Regions from separate parts of the Sus scrofa genome. Here regions 2, 3, 4 and 5 are each linked to region 1. The links are chromatin contacts, called in public Hi-C and HiChIP or PLAC-seq maps. All regions are on one chromosome and are shown on one strand. Each heading gives the region's core, a stretch centred on a gene start, on an enhancer-like site or on the middle of the called end of the contact. The rest is flanking DNA. Distances are from core to core; before and after follow the strand shown. Region 1 holds the start of KLF4 (Kruppel like factor 4). Region 2 has its middle 330 kb from the start of TRNAE-UUC. Region 3 has its middle 70 kb from the start of TRNAE-UUC. Region 4 has its middle 250 kb from the start of TRNAE-UUC. Region 5 has its middle 360 kb from the start of TRNAE-UUC.

Region 1 (2,700 bases), core at 174-2,673:
CCACACTCTGGTCAGTGCTAGGGCTTCGACCCTTTTCCCAGCGGCCAGGACCCACTGCATTAACCTTCAAGAGCGCTCCGCGGAGAGGGGAGTAGGGCGGAGGCCTGTGTGCGCCTGAATCCAACAAAAACACCTCGCAAGCCTACGTTTAGAAAGCGATACCTAACACCACACTCACGTTTTTTTAAAAAAAGCACTGCTTGCAGAGAAGATGAGAGCGAAAACATTTCCCGGCTGGAAAAGTACTGATCACAAACTAAGGGGAGGGGGGTGGGGAGGCAGAGTTATAAGACTGAAATAACGATCGCAGTTTCCTCTTCTCTTCCCGGTGGGCAGTGACAGCCGCCGCGGGCTCCGTGTGACCTTATCAGGAACCGGGGTTCCAATGCGTCGCTCCACTTTCTGGCATGGGGCCACTTTCCAGCCAAGTCCCTTCGGTGGGCTTGACCGCTCGAGACAAGGGAGCGAGTTGCCGGTTGACCTTTACCTCGCCACTTCACCTCTTTATGACTCAGTTTTCTCATCCATAAAATGGAAAGGACAGTGCGTGGCTTGCAAAATGCTTTGAGATTCCTGGTTGAAGGTATCTCCGCGCCTCACGCCCCTCTTCCCTCCCCCACCTCACGAAGTGAATTTTGAGACTTTCCCGTCCCTTCCTCTCTCCTTCAATAATATCAAAACCGTAGCTCCATTTCCCATTCTGGTCTTTTACAGCCTTTTCCAGGCGGAACACCCCTCCGGCCTTCTCAGGCTCCCAGTCTTCGCCTTGCCGTCCTGGGCTTCCATCTCGACCCCCTACCCGCGACCCGGCAAAAGTGCCAGCGAAGAGCCGTGTGACGCCAGGCCAAGGGCCCGCAATGGCACTCAGGGACTAGAGCCGGGCTCCTGCGTGCGTAAGAGAGGTACGAGCTCTGGATGAGTCACGCGGATAATCGCGCTCTTCTCTAGGGCGCAAAGTGCGCGGCGAGCGCTCACCCGGGCTGTGGTAGTGGCGTGTTACCGTCCCCCTTCGCCCCCAGCAGCCTTCTCGGCCGCAGGCTTCGAACCTGGGGAGCTGCCCGTGGCGACGCCGACTGTCCTGGTCGCGCGGCGACCGGACCTGCGCCCGGTATACCCAGCGCCTGAGCCACTGCGCCACCGCCGCCGGCGTCAGCGCGGCTCCTGCCCGCCAGCTGCTGGGCTGGCGTCACGGCCCGCCGTGCCCCGCCGCGCCCCTCCTTCCTCCCCGCCCCACGTGCGCCAAGTTTGTTTATTTAGCTGCTATGGCAACGCGCGGGGGGGGCCGCGCAAGGGAGGGGAGAAGAAAGGGAGGGGGCGGGGCCTGGCGGCGGGCCCCTGCGCACAGCGGGTAGGAGGCGGGGGGAGGGCGGGAGCCAAGAAGTTATAAGTAAGGAGCGCGCGGCGGCCGCCGGCAGTTCCCCGGCCGAGACAGCGAGCGCGGCTGCGGGCGCGCGGGGAGCAGAGGCGGTGGCGGGCGGCGGCGGCACCGGGAGCCGCCAAGTGCCCCTCCCCGCCCCTCCGGCCCCCACCCACCCACCCACCTGCCCGCGGCCAGCGCCCATGGCCGCGCGCGCCCCGCGCAGCCCCCCGGACTCCGCGCCCTGCGCCGCCGCCCAGTCCGCAGATCAGCGCCGCCGCAGCCAGTCTCACCTGGCGGCGCCGCCCGCCCGCCACCCCGGCCACAGCCCCAGCACCCAAGGCCATAGCCGCGGCGACCGCGACAGCGGTGGGGGACACTGCTGAGTCGAAGAGAGCGCAGCCCGGCCACCGGACCTACTTACTCGCCTTGCTGATTGTCTATTTTTACGAGTTTACAACTTTTCTAAGAACTTTTGTATACAAAGGAACTTTTTTTAAAGGCATCTCTTTTATATTTAATCCAAAGAAGAAGGATCTCTGGCAATTTGGGGTTTTGGGTTTTGGCTTCGTTTCTAAGTCTTTTCCCCCTCTTCGTTGACTGGGGTTCGGGTACCCCCGCTGCTTCGGACTTCGGAGGACCTCTGAGGCCCCACATTAATGAGGTAAGTGCGGCGTGGGGGTGGGGGAGTAGGGAGGAGTGAGGACCGGTGGGACCCGCCAGAGCGGCCGTCAAGAGTGGCCCCTGACTCAAGCCTCTGTGCTCCCCACCCGGCCCGCAGGCAGCCACCTGGCGAGTCTGACATGGCTGTCAGCGACGCACTGCTCCCGTCCTTCTCCACGTTCGCGTCCGGCCCGGCGGGAAGGGAGAAGACACTGCGTCCAGCAGGTGCCCCGAATAACGTGAGTGTTGTCACGGGCTGTCGGGAACCTCTAGTGGGCTTCTGTGGGTGGGGTGGGGACGGGCGGAGCCCCGGGGTCACCCAGAACCCCTCCGGACGAGGGGAGGGAGTAGCCACCGCACGGGCTCCGCAGCCTTCCCAGGATGGCTTCCGCGCTCTTGGCTCAGCTGTGCTTGCGTGTGGTCCGGACGGTGTGGAGCCGCCGGGGGCGCACACCGGGCCCGCACACGTCCCGGAGCACGCAAGCGGCAGGGCGGGCGCGCGAGCTACCGGGCGGGAGGTGTCTGTGTCCCCAGACACTGGCTGGGCGGGAGTGAGTTTGGCGCGTAGGCGTCCCCGTGGCGAGGGCGCACCGAGAGAGCTTCGGTGTCCTGATTCTTGGGGCGGCGGGAGCGTCCCCTGGATCTGGCGGGGGAGGGACCCAGGCTGGCGAGCCGCGGCG
Region 2 (2,700 bases), core at 145-2,644, 600 kb before region 1:
TCTTTTTTTTGCCATTTTCTTGGGCCTCTTTGCAGCATGCAGAGCTTCCCAGGCTAGGGGTCAAATCAGAGCTGTGGCCACCAGCCTCACACCACAGCCACAGCAACGCGGGATCCGAGCCGCATCTGCGACCTATACCACAGCTCACAGCAACGCCAGATCCTTAACCTCCCTGAGCAAGGCTAGGGATCGAACCCACAACCTCATGGTTCCCAGTCTGATGCGTTAACCACTGAGCCACGACGGGAACTCCACAAATGCTTTATATTGTTACGGCAGTCCTCAAGATATCAAGTTCCTAATCCTTGGAATCTGTGAATGTTACCTGATAGATGTCAAAAGAAACTTTGCAAATGTGAAGAATTTAAGGATTTTGAGATGGGATGATTATCCTGGTTTATCCCAGTGGGCTCTAAATGCAATCAGAAGTCTTTGTAAGAAGAGGCAAAGGGAGATTTGACACTAAAGCTGAGGGTGATGTGATGATGGAAGCAGAGGGAGATGCAGCTGGCTTCGAAGATGGACAAAGTGAGTACAATCCAAGGAGTGCAGCTCTAGAGGCTGAAAAGGAACAAGAAATGAGTTCTTCCCTAGAGCTTCTGGAGGGAGCATAGACCTGCAAACACCTTGGTTTGGGCCCAGACTTCAGACTTCTGGGCTATAGAACTGTAAGATAAATAGTTTGTGTTTTTGAAGCCTCCAAGTTTGTGATAATTTGTTAGAGCTGTAATAGGAAAGTAATACAATTGTCCTGACTACTAACAGTCCAGCCAAGGAGACTAAAACTTGATGGGGTAAATAATTTGCTCCAGTTGAAGGTCTACCTTTAAATTTGGGCTGATGACTCTCGAACCCAAGTTCATAATCACTAAACTGTCTTCTGGTAATGCTGAAAGGAAATTGTCATTAAACCTGTTTCAACATGACATTGATTCCAGAGGCTTAGAGAATTACATGACTTCATCTGAGGTCAGAGCTTTGCCAAAAGGATGGAGCTGGGATTTGGAATGCAGGGTTGTTTTTTTTTTTTTTCCCCCAGCCCAGGGATTGAACTGTGCTACAGCAGTGACAATGCTGGATTGTTAACCTGCTAAGCCACCAGAGGATTCCATGGAATGCAAGGGGATCTTGTTCTGATGAGTTCTGTGTTACAAAGTGCTCCTGCCCTGTGGCCTGGGGTAAATAATGGCTGCAACTTGGAGCTTTGTGTGTATATAGAATTCAGTCCAGGTCACCAGTTGCTAGCCTCTCAAAGGGCAGAAATTCTCCCTCTAGTGCTGGAGGCAAGACTACTGGTATTCATCTTGGCCAAATGGGATGGCTTAGGAATAGGTGAACAGCCTGGGCCTGACTGTAGGGCTGTTGCAGGAAGCCGTGAGTGCCAGAGTGGGGAAAGGAAGTGGCCCTGACTCAGCCAAGCCACATGCTGCTGTTAAAGAGCCCACTTTCTGAATTCCACAATGTCCCAAAAAACCTGGGGAAGGATGCTCCTTGGCTGGCAGGCAGACTGAGGCATATACCACAGAGGGAAACGAGACCCATGGGGTTTCTCTTAGCCAGGGATTTTCTGACCAGCTGTGGTCAGTTTGTGCCAGCACCTCCATTCAGTCCTGGATTCTGTGAGAGGCTTCCTTGGGCCAGATCACTGTATAGTTTCAGGCCAGGCCAAAGGGTGAATGCAGAAACTCTATAGTCTATGAGAGGCTATGCAAGGCAAAAAGGAGTATCTAGGGCCCAGATTAATGCTTACTTCTCCCTGAACAACCCATTTCTCTTGGTGCTTTTCTCCAAATTATTGTATCTATGAGGCACTAAAGGCACAAAAGATGGACACCAGGTCTTGATAGGGTGCAGGAAGAAAGAAATCCGTCTGGCCAAGGTATCAGGGTGTGTTCCCTTAGGATACTAGATTGAGCCTTGAAAAAGGAGTAGGACCTATGGTAAGTTGAATTGTGTCTTCCAAAAAGATATACTGAAGTCTTATACACTAAGACTGTACCCCAGGTACCAGTGAATATGACTCTATTTGGAAATAGGGTCTTTATAGTTGTAACCAAGCTAATATCAGGTCATTAAGGTGAGCCTTTGATCCACTATGCCTAGAGCCAGTATAAAAAGAGGACAATGCCACATGATGGCACAGAGCCATACAGGCACACAGGGAAGAGGGACATGTGACAATAAAGGCAGAGACTGGAGGGATGCAGCTGCAAGGCAAGGAACACCGAGGATTGTGGGCCCCACCAGAAGACAGGAAGAGGCAAGGAAGGCTTCTACCTCTTAGAGAAAGCAGGGCCCTTCTGAGACCTTGGTTTCAAACTTCTGGACCCTGGAACTGTGAGAGAATAACTTTCTGGTGGTTTAAGTCACCCAGTTTGTTGTCCTTTGCTCTGGTAGCCTTGAGAAACTAATTCAGGACCAGAGGGTTCATGCTTTGAAGCAGCTGATTCTTTTTCATATCGCCTTTAGACCTGGTTCAAGACTTATCACAAGGGGATCCATCTGAGGCTGAAAGCAGAGATGTGGGAAGACCCATATATGAAAAAGCCTAGTGGCTAGAAGATATTGGATCATGTTTTTGAGGGAAACATGAATTGGGTTGCACAGCAGCCAGCCATGGTGAATGAGGCTGGATAGGCAGCCCAGGGCCAGATTGTGACAGGTCTCATTCCCAAGTCAAATGCAGTATTCTCAGCTTTG
Region 3 (2,700 bases), core at 149-2,648, 1.0 Mb before region 1:
CAGTGGTGAGGGGCACCATCATCCACTCAGCGGTCCCTGTCAGACCCTGCCAGTCCTTCCTGAATTTCTTCTCCTTGTCCCCTGCAACCAGTCATTGTCAGGAACTGTGGGTTTGATCCTATCTACATTTGTGCTCTTATTTGTCCCTCACCTGGGCCACTTTCATTTTCTGAACAGAGTGGCACATACCGTTTTCCAATATTAAGAGCCTTAAGATTTTAAAGGTCTCAGGTGGTGCTATTGTGGGGCTGAAAGAAGGCCATGTAAGCATGATTTCTGGTCCTGGACTCCTGCTTCTACGAAAACAGCTCTGCTTTTATTTGTTTCATTTCTTTAAGATCCCACTTAAGGTTTGACTTGAAAGAAGGTTTCTGCTATATAATAAAATAAGCAGTAAAAGCATTCTTTTGTGGGCTTTCCAGCTTCTAGGCTTTTCTCCTCTATGCCATGCTCAAAATATACAAAAGAGATTTTTCTAAAGTGAAAATATAATCATGCCATATCCAAGTTTAAAATGTTTTCTTAAATCCCCACTGCTTACAGAGTAGATGTCAGCTCCTGTACTTAGGCTTTTATGATGATCCTTGCCTGTCCCTTCACCTTTCTCTAATACTCTCCCCTTCCCTCCCCCGGTCAGATAATTTCAATTCCCCCAAAACACTAAAGCATTTGCTCTCACAATTTCCTCTCTTGGGAATTCTTCCCAGCTGCCATCTGCCTAGCGAATGCCAGCTTCTCTTTTAAGGCTTGGTTCAAGAATCACCTCCCCTTTGCAGCTTTCCTGATTGCTTAAGTAGAAATGACTATTTCTATCTTTTGTTCTCATTTTCCATAGCTTTTATACAAGTTACTGTAACATGCAGTGTGCTGAATAACCATAACTTGTCTCTCGCCACAATTCTACCATGAGCAAGAAACATAACTATCTTGGTTATGTCTGTATGTCTATTGACCAACAAAGGGTTTGGCCTGCAGGAGTTGCGCAGTAACTGTTGACTGAAAGATGGCTTAGTTAGGTCACAAGGAGTGATGCTGAATCCCTCATGGGAGGCCAGAGTGACAATTTTCTGTATTTTTTCCGTGTTGGAAGTAGAATATGTAATAAGCAGCAGATAGTCTGATGGCTTCATATTAGTTTATAAATGCATTTATTTCTATGGACCTAATGCAATCTAATCAGCCTTTGTTTAGTCTTTCTGGATTTGATTTTTTGGATAACATCTATTAGTACCAAAAATTGGTGATAAAATATTATTTGTACTGAACTTTTAGCTACAAACTGTTTTACTTTCATTGTCTTGTTTGATACTTACAATAATCCCATGGATTAGGTAGGGCAATTATTAATCTCATTTACAGATGTGTGAAACTAGATGCTTAGATATCTCCTGACTTGCCCATGTGACTGGCTGTTACAGTCACACAGCTATTAGTTAATAGAGCCAGATATTTAAGTCTTCATTTCCAGGCCAGTTGATTATTCATATCTATTTGAGGGTCCCACTGCCACTAAAGGAACACTCTCTTATTTTCTTGAACATGATAAAACTAGGTCATTAGGGCCAGATAAAAATTCTTGTTGACATACCTATCTGATTGCCAGTCATCTGGAAAATGGGATTTTTCCATCATCTTATTTACTTGCCTCCCCATTTCTTCCTCCAAAGCCTCTCCAGTTCAAGGTGCCAAGGACTGCAATGGTTACTGCAATTTGTTGACAAATAACAAAGATGCTCCTTGTCTCGCTGTCAGTTTTACATCCTCTGGGTTTGCCAAATGGGCCCAACATGCCAGGCAGGGCTTCTTTGTGGTCTGTGACTCACTGTGCTCTCTCCTCTGCCGCTCCCTGAGTGCAGGCGATTACAGTGTGCCCATTGCACAACTTCAGAATATCTCTGAGTGAATCAGCAGATGATGAAAAAAAAAAATCCCATAGACTGAAGATTCATCCACTGCTACGTGAATCAAAAGGCATACCACCAAAGGAGAGTTACTTTAATCTGCAAATTGCTTCTGTCATTATCCAGAGATTTAATGGAGGAGTTCACTACTGGAGGGAAATGTCTTCTCTTAGGTAGTTCTATCGACAAAGTCTTGGAATGTCCTTTGGAAGAAGAGATGTGAGTAGGAGAAAAGGTCCTTCTCACTTGTTCAGAAGTAGCTCAGTTCATGTCCTGTGAATGAGAGGTGTTGTTTTCTTGGTTAGCTCAACGCTTACCCTATATGCTCACAGTTTAGGTCCTCCCTCCTCAGTAGGGCTTCGGAGTGTCACTTTTTTTGGAGAGGGAGATCACTTGATGAGAATAGCAAAAGGATTATTTGAGAACTGAAATTCTAGTATGGAATGAAGCAATTCAGCTTCTAGATGAGTAATGTATTTGTAATAAATCAAAAATTATACATGGGTAGGACTAAAGTTTATTTCAGTTGCCAATGTAATTGCTATTTTGTCTTCAAAAGTTCTCTGGTAAAACTCTTAGGCTGTAGAGGTAAAGGGAGTTAATATTTGGATCTGGTGAATATCCTCTCCATCATCATCCATTTCATGAATTCACTCATTGGCCATTGGATATGGTCCTGCCCCATGCCATGTTCTGTGCTATATTCCTGGGGGCCCATGGTGATGATAAGGTACAGTCCATGTTCTCAAGAAGCTCTAGTGTAGTGAAAAGACAGATCTAGGTATAGATAATTGCAATA
Region 4 (2,700 bases), core at 159-2,658, 680 kb before region 1:
TTCATCAGCATTTATAGTATATCCGAGGAGAGTCACAACAAACAAATCATCCCCAGGACAACAGGAGAGTGGAGGCGGGACACAAGTCCACACAGTGAGAATTACTTGTGGAAAAACGCTGCTCATCCAATGCCAAGTTCTGCTCACGCACTTATAAGGATGTCAGTACCGTGGCCCAAGCTGGAGCCAGCTGCAAAAGCCATCTGGATTTAAAAGTCCTGAGACTCAACCCTCACGGCTGTCAGGGAAACTGAGGCCCAGGGAGGGACAGGGATAAGCTTCCATTCAGACCCCAAAGGACTGGCTCATTCAGGACTGGAATTTAGCCCTGTCACCAGACTGTCATTCTAGATAGTTAATACTAGAATTTAAGAACAGAAATTCGAGAGAATTTCCAAGTTTGCAGAAAAGCCATTGATTGTACCAGCTTCTGTGTTTGTGCCCGTGTCAGTAATAGCAGCATCTACAATGCGGTTCAATGGACATTTTTTTTTTTTTCTCCCTCAACCTGGTCATTTCGTATCTGACTCAGGGAGTGCCCTGTGGAAGTTTATGTGGCCACAGTGTCAATCAGATCCAAGAGAAGTGTTCTCAGTCAGCAAAGGTGGTCACTGTAGATAGAAGAACTAAAATCCTGATCCATGTTCCTTAGATCTAGTGAGAGTGACTGCTTGTAGCTTGTGTATGGAGGTCTGTGGTTTGTAGATCTGTGGCTAAAGGTTTCTGCCTACCCTCTGTGAATCACTAAATTCCAAAAGAGATTGAATATGATTGGTCAGAGCAGTGGTTGCTGGTAAACCAGCTCTCTAGAGGATGGAAGGGAAGCCTGATCTGTTGTATTTGCCAATATCTGTGGCGTAAATACTGTCATCATGGCTGATTTCAAGCTGTCAATGGTTTAAAAAACGACCTCACAGAATTCCTGAAAATTTAACGATCGGTTCTCATGGGCCTGTTCCGGCTGTCTCCCGCAAGCCTCTACAGCTCTCCCAAACAAGTGGATTGGGGGGGCGGGGCTGGGGAGAATAGTGGTGGATCCTGTTTAGTTCTCTGAGGTCAGACCTCACCTAAGAGGGTGTGTCTAGTTTCAAATCCTAGATTATAAGAGGAGCATTGACAAATTGAAAGTCGTTCAGAGGGTTGAGCAAGAAACAATCTCATCTAGAAAAAGCTGTTGGGAGGGAAAACTATTGCTGGGATGAGAATCGAAAAGAAGAAAAACAGTATTCTGGTCATTGTTTCCAGATCTCTGTGAGGCTGTGACTTCTTGTCCTGGGGATGAGGAGAGCTGTTCATAATTGGGAAGCTGATTTGAGCTCATCATAAAAACTTTTGGATAAAGCTGCTCAAAGAAAGGCAGGGTTACTGGAGCTTCAGCACCCGAAGTATGAAAGATGTGGGGCAACCACTAGGTGGGGCTGTAGCAGTGAGGACTCCAGCGCCCCTTCTAGTCCCTGGGAGCCCATCATGCCATGGAGTTGTCTTCCTTCTCCCATTTATTTAGTTTCATCCTCTTACTTTTTGTTCCATTTTTCTTTTTCTTTTCCCTTGGCTCACTTTCTTTGTTGTCTTTGGCTTACTTCCTTGATAAAGCTCCCTTGGACAGTGACCCCTACATCTTTCTGAAGAGAGAAGGCTAAGCCCCTGAGCTTTTTCCCGACCTTTTACATCCTAGGAAGAAAGTACAAGCCCTCCTTTCCCCTCATTTTTCTTTGCTTTCTTTTCTTTCTTTCAACATTCTCTGCTCCACATTTGTGATTGAAGAAGGGCAAATAAACAAATTGAAACTGAAACTGTGTGCTGGCCATAAAGTGAGGACATCTGGGAGGCTTGCAAGGAAATTTACATGCTTGTCGGGTTTCTGGTTACATATTTTGTGTTGCCTAGTAACGAACCCCACAGTTTCCTTTCATGCTTTATTCTCCCTATCCCTTGTTTATAGTGTAATTACCACTGTGACATCATAATCCCCCATTGAACAGCTGTCAGGGGGGCCCAACTGCTGAGTAAACAGGGCTTTACAATCTCTCCTCCCACAGGCTGGTTTACTAAATAGATCAATATTTGGTTTGTAGGCACAGGGATTAGGAGGTGGAAGTGTCTTTTGAAAAAGCCCTCTCTCTTCCCAGGACCTCCAGCGCACCTGAGAATGCTGGAAAGAAAAGCCAGGTTCATGGATAATAAAAGAATCACGGAGCTACTTTCACCTGCCTGTGATTTCCCAAGGAGCAACTTGTCTGTAAGAAGTGAGACCTCTTTGAGAATTAGTAATACCTTAGGTTCTTTCTTCTAAAGCTTAGACAATTCTACTTTCTTCCTCCCTCTCTCTGCCTCCCCCTTAGCTCTCCTTTCTCTGTCCTCAATCACATTTGAATTAATCTTTCTAAATGGATGTTATAGCCTCAGGGACTAAAAGAATGACATGTAGATAAACAGGAACTAAGCTCCTGAAGATCTCTCTCTAACCAACCCCCCCACCACCACCGTTCTCTCCACCCTGCTCCAGGATTAGAAGCTCCACAAAGAAAGCAGCCTCTGAGGTTTCTTTGTCAAACTAGAGATTCCTGGTTGAGAGTTTTGGAAAGAATGATTTAGATGTTTCCTCTCTGGGTCAGGAAATTGTGACTCAAACACACATAGGAGAAAGAACTTGGGAGTACTGGCCTCAGCATCAGGAGCTGTGAGTTCTAACCCTGGTGC
Region 5 (2,700 bases), core at 76-2,575, 560 kb before region 1:
GATTTTCTTTTGAGTCTCTATAAAACTCTGAAGCTTCATTTCCATAGATACCACCACTTTGTTTAAGCTACCTAGGCGTATATTTTAATATGAGTATAATCAATTTTTTCCACTATGTTTTTTAAATGGTTATTGTCACTATATAGAAAAACTATTGACTTGAATCTTAATTACTAATTTATTGAGCTCTCTTATTAGTCCTAGTAGTTTTTGTCTGACTTTTTTTCTTTAGTGCTACACTATCATAGTCAATTTAAGATAATAATTTTATATCCTTTCTTTAGGATTCTTGCTTTCTTTTTCTGATTCTTGCTTTATTATATTGGCTAAAATGTCCAGAAAAATAATAAGTATTAATGTCATTGATGGGTATCTTTGTCTAAATTTTATATTAATTGTAATGCTTCTGATATTTTACCATGAAGCAGGGCAAAGTAGGTTTTCCCCTCAGAGATTGTTCTAATTACCTCCTCAGAATATCTTCATTAGAATTATTGGAAAAGATGTGTGTCAGTAGCCCAGAAATATAACTGTCAACTTTTATGTCATTTGCATCACATCTTAGTACAATGGAAAGAAGATGTGTTTTGGAGTCAGGGCACTTGAGTTTGAATGCTTTTCCCAGCACTTATTGGGAAGACAGTGTGAACAAACATCTACAGTTTTTTTATATCTTTCTCTTTAAAATGTGAGTAATAATATTCCTTTATAAGACTGTATTTAAGATTAATAATATATGGAGAAAATAACCTAAGACAGTACCTGGCAGACAGTAGGTACTGGATGTAGAAGACATCCTATCCACATTTTTTTTTTTTTCCTGAGAACATGCATTGGAAAACCTGAAGAATGAATTTTAATAAGAGAGGTTAGACTTTGCTGATAACTTCTATGAACTTAAACTTTGTCCTCTATGTATATGCAAACTAAATGCTTAGTGCAGTCTCTCCTAACTGGGAAATTTCTAAAAATTCTTTGACTCTCTAATCATAGTCACAAGAGCACCCATTTCTCAGATCCTTTTGTAAAGTAGATGTCAAGGCAGCCCTTGCCAAGTAGGACTACTGCAGAAGGAAGAGGAGAAGCCACTAGAAGCCTGGGCAGCAGCTGCTGTTCCTCGTTGGCTCCTCCTCTGGGAGCAGAGCTGCGTGTTGTTGCAGTTGTACTGTACCGTTCTACTGCATGGATTCATAGTTAACATTTTTCTTCCAGGCACATTTAAAACATTTGGCTCACATCCTACTTGAGCTGTTTTATAAGGGCAATAACTGAGGCCAGGGTGTGCTCTTGTCAGCAAGCAAAGCACGCAGCAGAGGCTGCCAAAGAGTTTCCTGCTCGGGGGCCACCCATCCTTGGCTGCAGGACGCATGGCTGGAGCTCATGGCAGCTTGTACAGAGTGAGAGCTGGAACTTTCTGTTCTCTAGGCTCGTGCTTTGAATTCCATCCTTCAGTCGTGCTGCACTGATCAGTGGAGGCTGTTGTGTTTGCGCTTGTTTGGGACTAGCTCAGAACACATGTCACAGCACTGGTTCAAAACCTAGCTTTAAGGCTGGGAAAAATTTTCTTTAAAGCCTAGCAAGAGTTAGCTAGCAGGCGCAGAGTTCCCACGGATCAGCTGCGGGGGAGAGAGGCATTCCCTTCATCCCACTCTCTGTGAATTAACTTCTGGAATGGGCAGACAACACGGAGGCCAAATGGAGGGTTCCAACACCGCCACCCCACCTTCTTTGAAGTCCACCTTGGCATGAGCTCATCTCTTTTCGTGTATTATTTATTGCCAAGGACTGTAACAGGGAGAATCTGCAGTTAGATCCCTGAAGCTGTTTTTTCAGGATTTCCTTTTATTGGAAGCTGTTGGCTATGCCTTCTGCAGCTGGCTCCATCATAGAGCAAAGGGCTCAGTGTGTCCCCCAAGTGACAGCTGCCTTGCCAGTACAAAGAAGGTTCTGGCTGTGAAAGTGCCTTGATACACTAAAGAACTACACAAGGAACAGGGTATTGTTACTGCTTTACTCACAAGGAAGGAGATAATGCTGTTTGGAAAGAATATAGGCCAAGCCTGAGATGCAAGTCAAAATGACAGATTTTTCATTGACTCACAGTGTCACCTTGACCTCAGTCTTCTCATCTGTAAAATGGCAATGAAAAGATTCACCTCCAAACTTTAAGCCAAGGATCAATAAGTCATGCAGAGTGTTTAGGTCCTCTCTTCCAAGTTCTAGAATTAGTCTGGAAATTTTAAAGTAGTTTGAATGACTCTTTATACTCTGTCATTATTTTCTCCATTTATTTGTTATTCACTCGGTCAGCAGTCAATAAAAAAGCAAAACGCATTAAGTGCCTTTAACATTTTAAGTAATGGGAGTTACTGTTGTGACATAGTGGAAACGAATCAGACTAGTATCTGTGAGGATGTGAGTTCTATCCCCAGCTTCACTCAGTGGGTCAGGGATCTGACATTGCCATGAGCTGTGGTGTAGGTCACAGAAGTGGGTTGGATCCCAGCTGTGGCATAGGCCAGCAGCCGTAGCTCCAATTTGACCCCTAGCCTGGGAACTTCCATAGGCCACGAGTGTGGCCCTAAAAAGCAAAAAAAAAAAAAAAAAAAAAAAAAAAAAGTGTTCAAGATATGGCTCCACCTGCTGACTATCTCAAAGATTAAAAAAAAAGTGAAATGATAATAAAATGTAAAGGATGTT

Evidence for each region. Hi-C and Micro-C count contacts between places; a contact is called where the count stands out from the background. HiChIP or PLAC-seq counts read pairs in DNA pulled down with a chosen protein or histone mark.
Region 2: a contact with region 1 is called in a Hi-C map of embryonic fibroblasts, with 2.0 times the contacts expected there. The contact joins the enhancer-like site here to the promoter of KLF4 in region 1. A contact is called at or near these places in 1 of 5 promoter capture datasets (liver), 2 of 47 Hi-C or Micro-C datasets (embryonic fibroblasts and retroperitoneal adipose tissue) and 1 of 2 datasets of contacts at active chromatin or transcription factors (alveolar macrophages).
Region 3: a contact with region 1 is called in an H3K27ac HiChIP or PLAC-seq map of alveolar macrophages. The contact joins the enhancer-like site here to the promoter of KLF4 in region 1. A contact is called at or near these places in 1 of 5 promoter capture datasets (liver), 10 of 47 Hi-C or Micro-C datasets (brain, embryonic fibroblasts, epiblast stem cells and 6 more) and 2 of 2 datasets of contacts at active chromatin or transcription factors (alveolar macrophages and skeletal muscle).
Region 4: a Hi-C map of skeletal muscle shows a contact between it and region 1, with 6 times the contacts expected there. The contact joins the enhancer-like site here to the promoter of KLF4 in region 1. A contact is called at or near these places in 12 of 47 Hi-C or Micro-C datasets (embryonic fibroblasts, epiblast stem cells, fetal skeletal muscle and 8 more) and 2 of 2 datasets of contacts at active chromatin or transcription factors (alveolar macrophages and skeletal muscle).
Region 5: a contact with region 1 is called in an H3K27ac HiChIP or PLAC-seq map of skeletal muscle, with 7 times the contacts expected there. The contact joins the enhancer-like site here to the promoter of KLF4 in region 1. A contact is called at or near these places in 9 of 47 Hi-C or Micro-C datasets (embryonic fibroblasts, epiblast stem cells, fetal heart ventricle and 5 more) and 1 of 2 datasets of contacts at active chromatin or transcription factors (skeletal muscle).

Annotation. Positions count from the first base shown.
Region 1 is chr1:248,608,297-248,610,996 of Sscrofa11.1, reverse strand. KLF4 (Kruppel like factor 4) reads left to right here and starts at 1,423. Exons shown (of 5, transcript NM_001031782.2): 1 at 1,423-2,021; 2 at 2,139-2,259. The coding sequence starts at 2,017.
Region 2 is chr1:249,207,330-249,210,029 of Sscrofa11.1, reverse strand. No RefSeq gene overlaps it. Among named protein-coding and RNA genes, the nearest start is that of TRNAE-UUC, 330 kb to the left of the region's middle. Within about 2 kb of position 1,394, at least 4 of the 83 cell types and tissues checked have an H3K27ac peak or open chromatin away from gene starts, as enhancers often do. A contact at or near this core is called in embryonic fibroblasts and retroperitoneal adipose tissue, where this site is marked.
Region 3 is chr1:249,605,624-249,608,323 of Sscrofa11.1, reverse strand. No RefSeq gene overlaps it. Among named protein-coding and RNA genes, the nearest start is that of TRNAE-UUC, 70 kb to the right of the region's middle. Within about 2 kb of position 1,398, at least 7 of the 83 cell types and tissues checked have an H3K27ac peak or open chromatin away from gene starts, as enhancers often do. A contact at or near this core is called in alveolar macrophages and embryonic fibroblasts, where this site is marked.
Region 4 is chr1:249,290,384-249,293,083 of Sscrofa11.1, reverse strand. No RefSeq gene overlaps it. Among named protein-coding and RNA genes, the nearest start is that of TRNAE-UUC, 250 kb to the left of the region's middle. Within about 2 kb of position 1,408, at least 29 of the 83 cell types and tissues checked have an H3K27ac peak or open chromatin away from gene starts, as enhancers often do. A contact at or near this core is called in epiblast stem cells, fetal skeletal muscle, omental adipose tissue and 3 more, where this site is marked.
Region 5 is chr1:249,172,301-249,175,000 of Sscrofa11.1, reverse strand. No RefSeq gene overlaps it. Among named protein-coding and RNA genes, the nearest start is that of TRNAE-UUC, 360 kb to the left of the region's middle. Within about 2 kb of position 1,325, at least 35 of the 83 cell types and tissues checked have an H3K27ac peak or open chromatin away from gene starts, as enhancers often do. A contact at or near this core is called in embryonic fibroblasts, fetal skeletal muscle, omental adipose tissue and 2 more, where this site is marked.